2 separate regions of the Mus musculus genome follow, and region 1 is linked to region 2. The links are chromatin contacts, called in public promoter capture Hi-C maps. All regions are on one chromosome and are shown on one strand. Each heading gives the region's core, a stretch centred on a gene start, on an enhancer-like site or on the middle of the called end of the contact. The rest is flanking DNA. Distances are from core to core; before and after follow the strand shown. Region 1 holds the start of Mogat1 (monoacylglycerol O-acyltransferase 1). Region 2 holds the start of Pax3 (paired box 3).

Region 1 (3,256 bases), core at 103-2,602, 310 kb before region 2:
GGGGGAAGAGGGGGAGAGAGGGAGAGAGAGAGAGAGAGAGGGAGAGAAAGGGGGAGGGGGAAAGGGGGAAAAGGGGGAGAGAGGGAGAGAGAAAGGGGGAGGGGGAAAGGGGGAAGAGGGGGAGAGAGGGAGAGAGGGAGAGAGGGAGAGAGGGAGAGAGGGAGAGAGGGAGAGAGGGAGAGAGGGAGAGAGGGAGAGAGGGAGAGAGGGAGAGAGGGAGAGAGGGAGAGGAATCCAAAGCAGGGAGTCCCACAGTAGGTGAACACTGTCTGACCAGGCAGACCCAGGAACCAGAGGCTGTGCGCAGTAGGGTAGGGACTGTGTCTGGTGAGTGTTTGGCACGGCGGAGCTCTTACCGAGCAGGAGGAAGGACAGGACCCACTGCAGCACCGCAGCGGTCTGTAGGCACCGTGCCAGCGGGGTGTTGAGTGGCGCGAACTCGACCATCATGGTTCTACCCGGAGGACTCCTTTCGCAGGATTTGTGGTACTGCTACCGACTGGGAGGCCGAGGCTCCAGCTGGCCGGAAAGGAACCAATTCGCCCTGGGGCAGGAGGTGAGGGAGGGTGCGCGGCGTTGAGGCGGGGTGCTGGGGATCACTAATCACAGCTTGAGGCAGAACCCTGGTCACTCGTGGGAGAGGTCAGCCTGCCTGCCCAATCGCTAGGGCCTGGGCCTCCACCCGTATTTGACCATTGTTCATCTGATAGACCGCCTAGCACTCAGCTCCAGCATCCACCCATAAACCCACCTCATCCTCTGAAGCCAAGAATTGGGGAGTGGGTAGTTTGGTTAGTTCTTTGAGGTCCAGCACTAGCTGGAGGAAAGTGTGGGACTTGCGTTTATTAGTGTGGGTCTCCACACTACCCCCCCCCCCAAGGTGTGTGCGTATGCGAGTGCACGCACGGGTCTCTCTTTTTGTGTTTTCTTTTGTGTCCTAAAATTCCTACACAAATCCTGGATGATTTCCTTTCATTCATTCTCTTAACCCATATATACTGAAAGCCCACCAAATCTCCATTATCTTGTGAGAAAATGACCTTTTTGGGGGGGGGGCAGGAAAAAATCTAAGCAAACTAACCATACAACTGAATAGTATACAATTACAAGACCCTATTATAAACGCTAGAGTGAAAGAGTTAGAATCCGGTGGGACAACTTCTTGTGCCTGTTTCTTTCTCAGCGTTTACCTGCATAGTTTTCTTAAATGTGTGCACAGCAGCATGTGGAGAGACCAGAAGTGAACCTCAGATATGTTTCTCAATACTATCTTAGCCCTCGACTTTGGTTTTTGAGATAGAGTCAACGGAGCTTGGGACTCACCCAATTAGGCTGCTCTGGCAAAAGCTCCCAAAAGCTCTGGGCGTGCTCTGGTATTACCTCACCAGCCTGACTTTTTACCTGAATTCTGGACATCAGATTCAGATTTTTCACGCTTGCAAGCATTTTAACAGTTGAGCTGTCTTTCCAGCCCTTGAGTTTTAAATGATTGCTTTAATTAACTGAAGAGGTCTACAGGCAAAGGGAAATGTGTGTGCAAAGGTCTTCCTAAGAAAAGGGGAAGGGCACCATTTGTAACTTCTTGGCAAAACTGTTTTTGTTTGTTTGTTTGTTTTAGTTTTGTTTTTCTGGTCGAAGAGGTACTTTCTTCTTTCTTAGAGTTCTTTCTGAGCCACCCTCCATGCTAGGTGGGAGATTCTGTGATTGAATATTATGTCACACACTGTGACAGTCTCTTGCCAGGTATGCCCTGACTCCATAGCAACACTTCGAAGTATTCATGCCAATTTGGAGCTAGGGAAATTGGGACTCAAAGTAGAGGCCAGCCTGGGCTACCAGACCCTGTCTCAACAATTAAAACAACCTACACACACACACACACACACACACAGATAGAGAGACAGAGACAGACAGAGAGGAGAGAGAGAGGAGAGGAGAGGAGAGGAGAGGAGAGGAGAGGAGAGGAGAGGAGAGGAGAGGAGAGGAGAGGAGAGGAGAGGCCAGGCGAGGAGAGGCCAGGCGAGGCCAGGTGAGGCCAGGCGAGGTGAGGGGACGGGAGGGGAGCGGAGAGGGGAGGGGAGCGGAGAGAGAGAGGGGAGGAGGAGAGGAGAGGAGAGGGGAGGGGAAGGGAGGGGAGGGGAGGGGAGAGAGAGAGGAGGAGGGGAGGGGAGAGAGAGAGGAGGAGGGGAGGGGAGAGAGAGAGGAGGAGGAGAGGAAAGGAGAGGAGAGGAGAGGAGAGGAGAGGAGAGGAGAGGAGAGGAGAGGAGAGGAGAGGAGAGGAGAGGAGAGGAGAGGAGAAAAGAGGCGAGAAGAGGAGAGAAGGAGAAGAGCTGTAATTGTAGGTAAGTGCTGAAGACTCTGTCTTGTCCTTTCCTGGAAGCTAGGCAGAACAGAGATGAAATGAAATTCAGATGAAAGATACAAATGGTAGGATATGCAGAACACCTAAAACCCTTGGTCCTAACCACTTAGAATGTTATTGATGATGCATTTGTCACCTCACAGAAAGCAGCTAGTAAAGAACAATTGAATCTTTTGTTGGAGGTGGAGGACTGGCTTGAGAGAGGGACTCCTGTTGCTCAGGTGAGCTGCATTCCATATGTTAATGAACTTGATCTCGTGACCCACCTCCCTAAGGGGCTTACAGGCAGGCAACATCAGGATCAGCAAGAACCATCGTGTTTTAAAAGACTTATTTACTTTTATATGTGTAGGGTTTTTTTCTATTTTGATTTTATGTGTATGGGTGATCTGTCTGTCTGTCTGTGTACTACATGTATGTCTGGGTGCCCACAGAGGCCAGAAGAGGTATTGGATCCCTGGAACTTGAGTTACAGACAGTTGTGAACTGTTATATGGCTACTGGATATTGGGCATGAACGAAGAGCAAGCTGTTCTCCCGCCCAAACACATATCACAGTCCGTTGAAGTCATTCTCTGACCCAACAGGGGGTCAATTCACTGACCTATCATCATCTCATCATTTTATTGTTTTGATTTTTTTTTTTTTTTTTTTTTTTGAGACAGCGTCTCATTATGTAGCCTTGCTGGCCTGGAACTCATTTTGTAGACCAGAGTCAATTTGAACTCACAGAGATCCATCTGTCTCTGCCTCGTATGTGCTAGGTCTAAAGGCATGCACCACCACAGCCAGCTCCATCTTCATTTACCTCATTTGATCAACAGCTGAATCCTTTCCTCAACCCTTGGGCATTCAGTGTGTGACCATGTGTGGATATAGACTGTGTGGCCACTA
Region 2 (3,245 bases), core at 587-3,086:
GGTCCCTAGTCTTCCCACTGATTAAAGCTGACCAGACAAAGTGCTAAACTCGGCTCTGCTCAACTTTGAGAGGGCAAAAATCTTGGAAAAGTCTGGTTCCTCAGATGGCAAGGGTGTATGGTGCTTTCGAAAACAAGTACCCAAACTTTGAAGGACTCCAGACCAGGGGTAGGGGGAAAGGAAGTGAGAAAGTTTCCCGCCTTGACAAATTGAATTATTTTATATAAAACTTGGTTAAGCAGCTCTGCGGGCCAACAGCTTCTGGACTCTCTCTCCACTGTGAGCTCTAATGCTCCTCCCCAAATGTGGGTGGGTGGGGGTGGGGTGTCCAGACATTTTCTGGAGTCCCCAGAGGCCCGTCTCGCCTGCTCCCAGGGTCGATAAGCCCTTTTGACTTCAGGGGGAGCAAAGAGCTACCCAGCTTTCTCCACTGGGAGTGAACTCTTAAAGGGCCAGCTCAGGGACTTTGAACAACTACACGCACGCCCCCCCCCCTTGAGTTTGCCTTAATTAGGGGGTGGGCAAGTAGGATTGGGGGCCTGAGTTCACATCAAAACTGTCAAAGGAGATGGGGGGGGGGAGGACATGGAGAGAGGGTTGGAGGATTCAGGGGCAGGAAAAATTCAAATATCATAAAAAGAAAAGGGAACTTGAAGCCCAGAAGTCATTGTTTCCTTTATTTCAAAGGGGAAAAAACCTGCCTGATTCTCATCCTTTTGATTGATTAAGGCCCTGAATACCTCTCGGCCCCAGAGTGACAGTCCCTGAATAGACTTGAGGGAATAAAGAGCAGCGCAGAACGTGGGGCTGGCACGGGAGGGGGGTGTAAGGGAGGAGTGTTCGCTGGCACTTACCAAGTTATAAATAAAAGGCTAGGCACAATGGTACCTTCTCTAAGGACAGACAGTCTTTACAACACTCCTGGCGTCATATCCTGCTGGGGACACTTCAGCTCCTAGCCAAGACGTTGCTTCTTTTATTTTTCCAGCAGTTTAGTCTGAATGCCATAATAAATTCCTGAGAACAAACGCTGCACCCGGGCAAAACCTCAACATATAGATGCAAGTGCATCGGGGATGAATGTGTACGTGGAGATTTAAAGTCCCCGCTTCTCAGAAGGGTTTTTAAACCAAGAAAAGGAGCTGGCTTCCCCATTGCTTGCAACTTGGAGCCCAGGGGAGGCCTAACCTCTTCAGTCTCTGTCATGGCTATGCCACCTGTCTTTCATTCCCAGCCTAAGAAAGACAAAAGGACCTTCTGGGCACATCTTGGACTCTTCCTGAGAGATGCCTTTCTGGGAGGCTCACATAGGGAGCTCAGGCCCAGAGGCAGACCAGAGAAAGGAAAAGGAAACACATCCGGAATTCTCTGTGCCCCTTTCCAAATTTGCTCCACCGCCATCTCCGTATTAGTAATCCCGAAGCGAAATCCACAGGTGAAAAGCAGGGGCAGACAGAGGAAATAAGGGGCGGATATAGCAAGGTTTCCAGAGAAAGGCGGAAAGAGATTAGGACAGAGTAATAGAAAACCAAGATGATCAAGGCTGAATCTCATGTAGAGGGACAGGGACACCGCGAGCCTTTTTCCATCCTCACTGGCTCTTGCCACCCAAGCTGCCTCTCCTAGTTTCAACCTGTCCACCCTTCTCTTGAGAAAGGGACACAGAGCTAGTCCCCCTCTGGGTCGGCGGAGGCCTGGGGACCGTCAGGGATGGGAAGAGAAAGTAGCTTCTGTCGCCCAATCAGCGCGTGTCTTTGCCACCCGGGACGGTCTCCTCCTCGGCCAATCGCAGCTCAGGGCTCCTGATCAAGCTTTGGGTGAAAGAACTAATAAATGCTCCCTAGTCCGGATCCCTGCACTCGGTGTCACGACGGGAGGAGACTTGGGACGTGTTCCTGCCTCGTCACCACCCTCCCTCACCCGATCTTCGCGGTGCAGTGAGCACCTTTGCCAGTAGCCCCAGCTGAGGGGCCGATCTGCTAGACTCGCACCAAACTCGTCCGCCCTGGGCTTGGGATCCTGCACTCAAGGGACTCCTCTGGAGCCTGTGGACTTGGATCTATTAGCGCCCCCCTCCCCGCGCCCCGCCTCCCTCTCTGGCCTTTTTTGGGGGAGGAGCTCTCCGAGATCCGGAGAGTTCCCGAGGGTCACCCGCCGCACTGTGCTCGCTTTTTCGTCTCGCCTTCACCTGGATATAATTTGCGAGCGAAGCTGCCCCCAGGATGACCACGCTGGCCGGCGCTGTGCCCAGGATGATGCGGCCCGGCCCGGGGCAGAATTACCCACGCAGCGGCTTCCCGCTGGAAGGTATGTTAGGGCCTCAGCTCGTCCGGATCCCCGGGCCTGGGATTGGCTGCCGCACCCCAATCCTGGTCTCCAGGGCCTCCACTCGTGCCTTACCGGGAGCCTCTTCCCGTGGTACTTCTCAACCCAAGAAGCAAAAGTGGGGAGGGGGTTCTCGTGGAGAGCGGGAGAAGCCCCATTTCACGTTCTGGCTGCAAACGGAGTGCTAAGCTCACTACAAGCTCTCGGAGCTTGCCTGGCCTGCTCCTGCCGGCTCCACTTTGCCCTGTTGTTTCGGAATTGCTGCCGTGAGAAAGGTGAACAAGCTTCGCAGCGCCGGAAGCAAGTTCTCTTTCTGTTCACCTAAAGTTGCTACGAAATTGTGCGGGCTGCGTTCACTTTTGAATAACTACTATTAGTTCGGCAAGAATTTTCCTGCTGTGAAAAATTCTGGTGGCCCTTCCTAGTTGAAAAGTTTTAGCATTGATTAGCAAATTCCACTCAACTCAAGTGGCATCTCGAAGTTTCTAAAATGGTTGGCAATGCCTTTCGGTTTGCTTAAAGGTGCTGGGAAATTTCGGGGAGGTAGAAATTACTGCAAACCCGAACCCGACCAAATAATTTGGGAAGTAAAAGCAGGAGACTGGGGTTCTGGAGGAGCCCTTCGACCTCGATCCAGAGTAAAACGTGACGTGCAAGGGCGGTCATTTCGGCAGTGGTGTCCACAGCTAGGCTCGCTGCCATTTTTATTTTTTAAGTGTAACAGGTGATACCTGCTGTCACCTGTGTCTCCTTTCGGGAGCCTCCCCAACCCTTGCCTACTATACCCTTATCGGGACCTCTGCCTTCTCAGGACTTTGAGGCAGTTATCGCAAGACATTTTAGACATCAGTCCTAGGTCTCCCTCCAACTTGCAGCACAGCCCCCCTCCCCCAAATAAAAGAGAAAATACAGTTTCTCTA

Evidence for each region. Promoter capture Hi-C pulls out the DNA fragments that hold promoters and counts their contacts.
Region 1: a contact with region 2 is called in a promoter capture Hi-C map of embryonic stem cells. The contact joins the promoter of Mogat1 here to the promoter of Pax3 in region 2. A contact is called at or near these places in 1 of 39 promoter capture datasets (embryonic stem cells), 6 of 484 Hi-C or Micro-C datasets (all in embryonic stem cells), 4 of 115 datasets of contacts at active chromatin or transcription factors (all in embryonic stem cells) and 2 of 9 other capture datasets (adipose tissue and liver).

Annotation. Positions count from the first base shown.
Region 1 is chr1:78,509,156-78,512,411 of GRCm38.p6, reverse strand. Mogat1 (monoacylglycerol O-acyltransferase 1) reads right to left here and starts at 1,352. Exons shown (of 7, transcript NM_026713.3): 1 at 1,324-1,352; 2 at 357-544. The coding sequence starts at 450.
Region 2 is chr1:78,195,727-78,198,971 of GRCm38.p6, reverse strand. Pax3 (paired box 3) reads left to right here and starts at 1,836. Exons shown (of 8, transcript NM_008781.4): 1 at 1,836-2,307. The coding sequence starts at 2,223. RefSeq lists cis regulatory regions at 507-729, 885-1,117, an enhancer at 507-1,117 and a promoter at 282-2,272.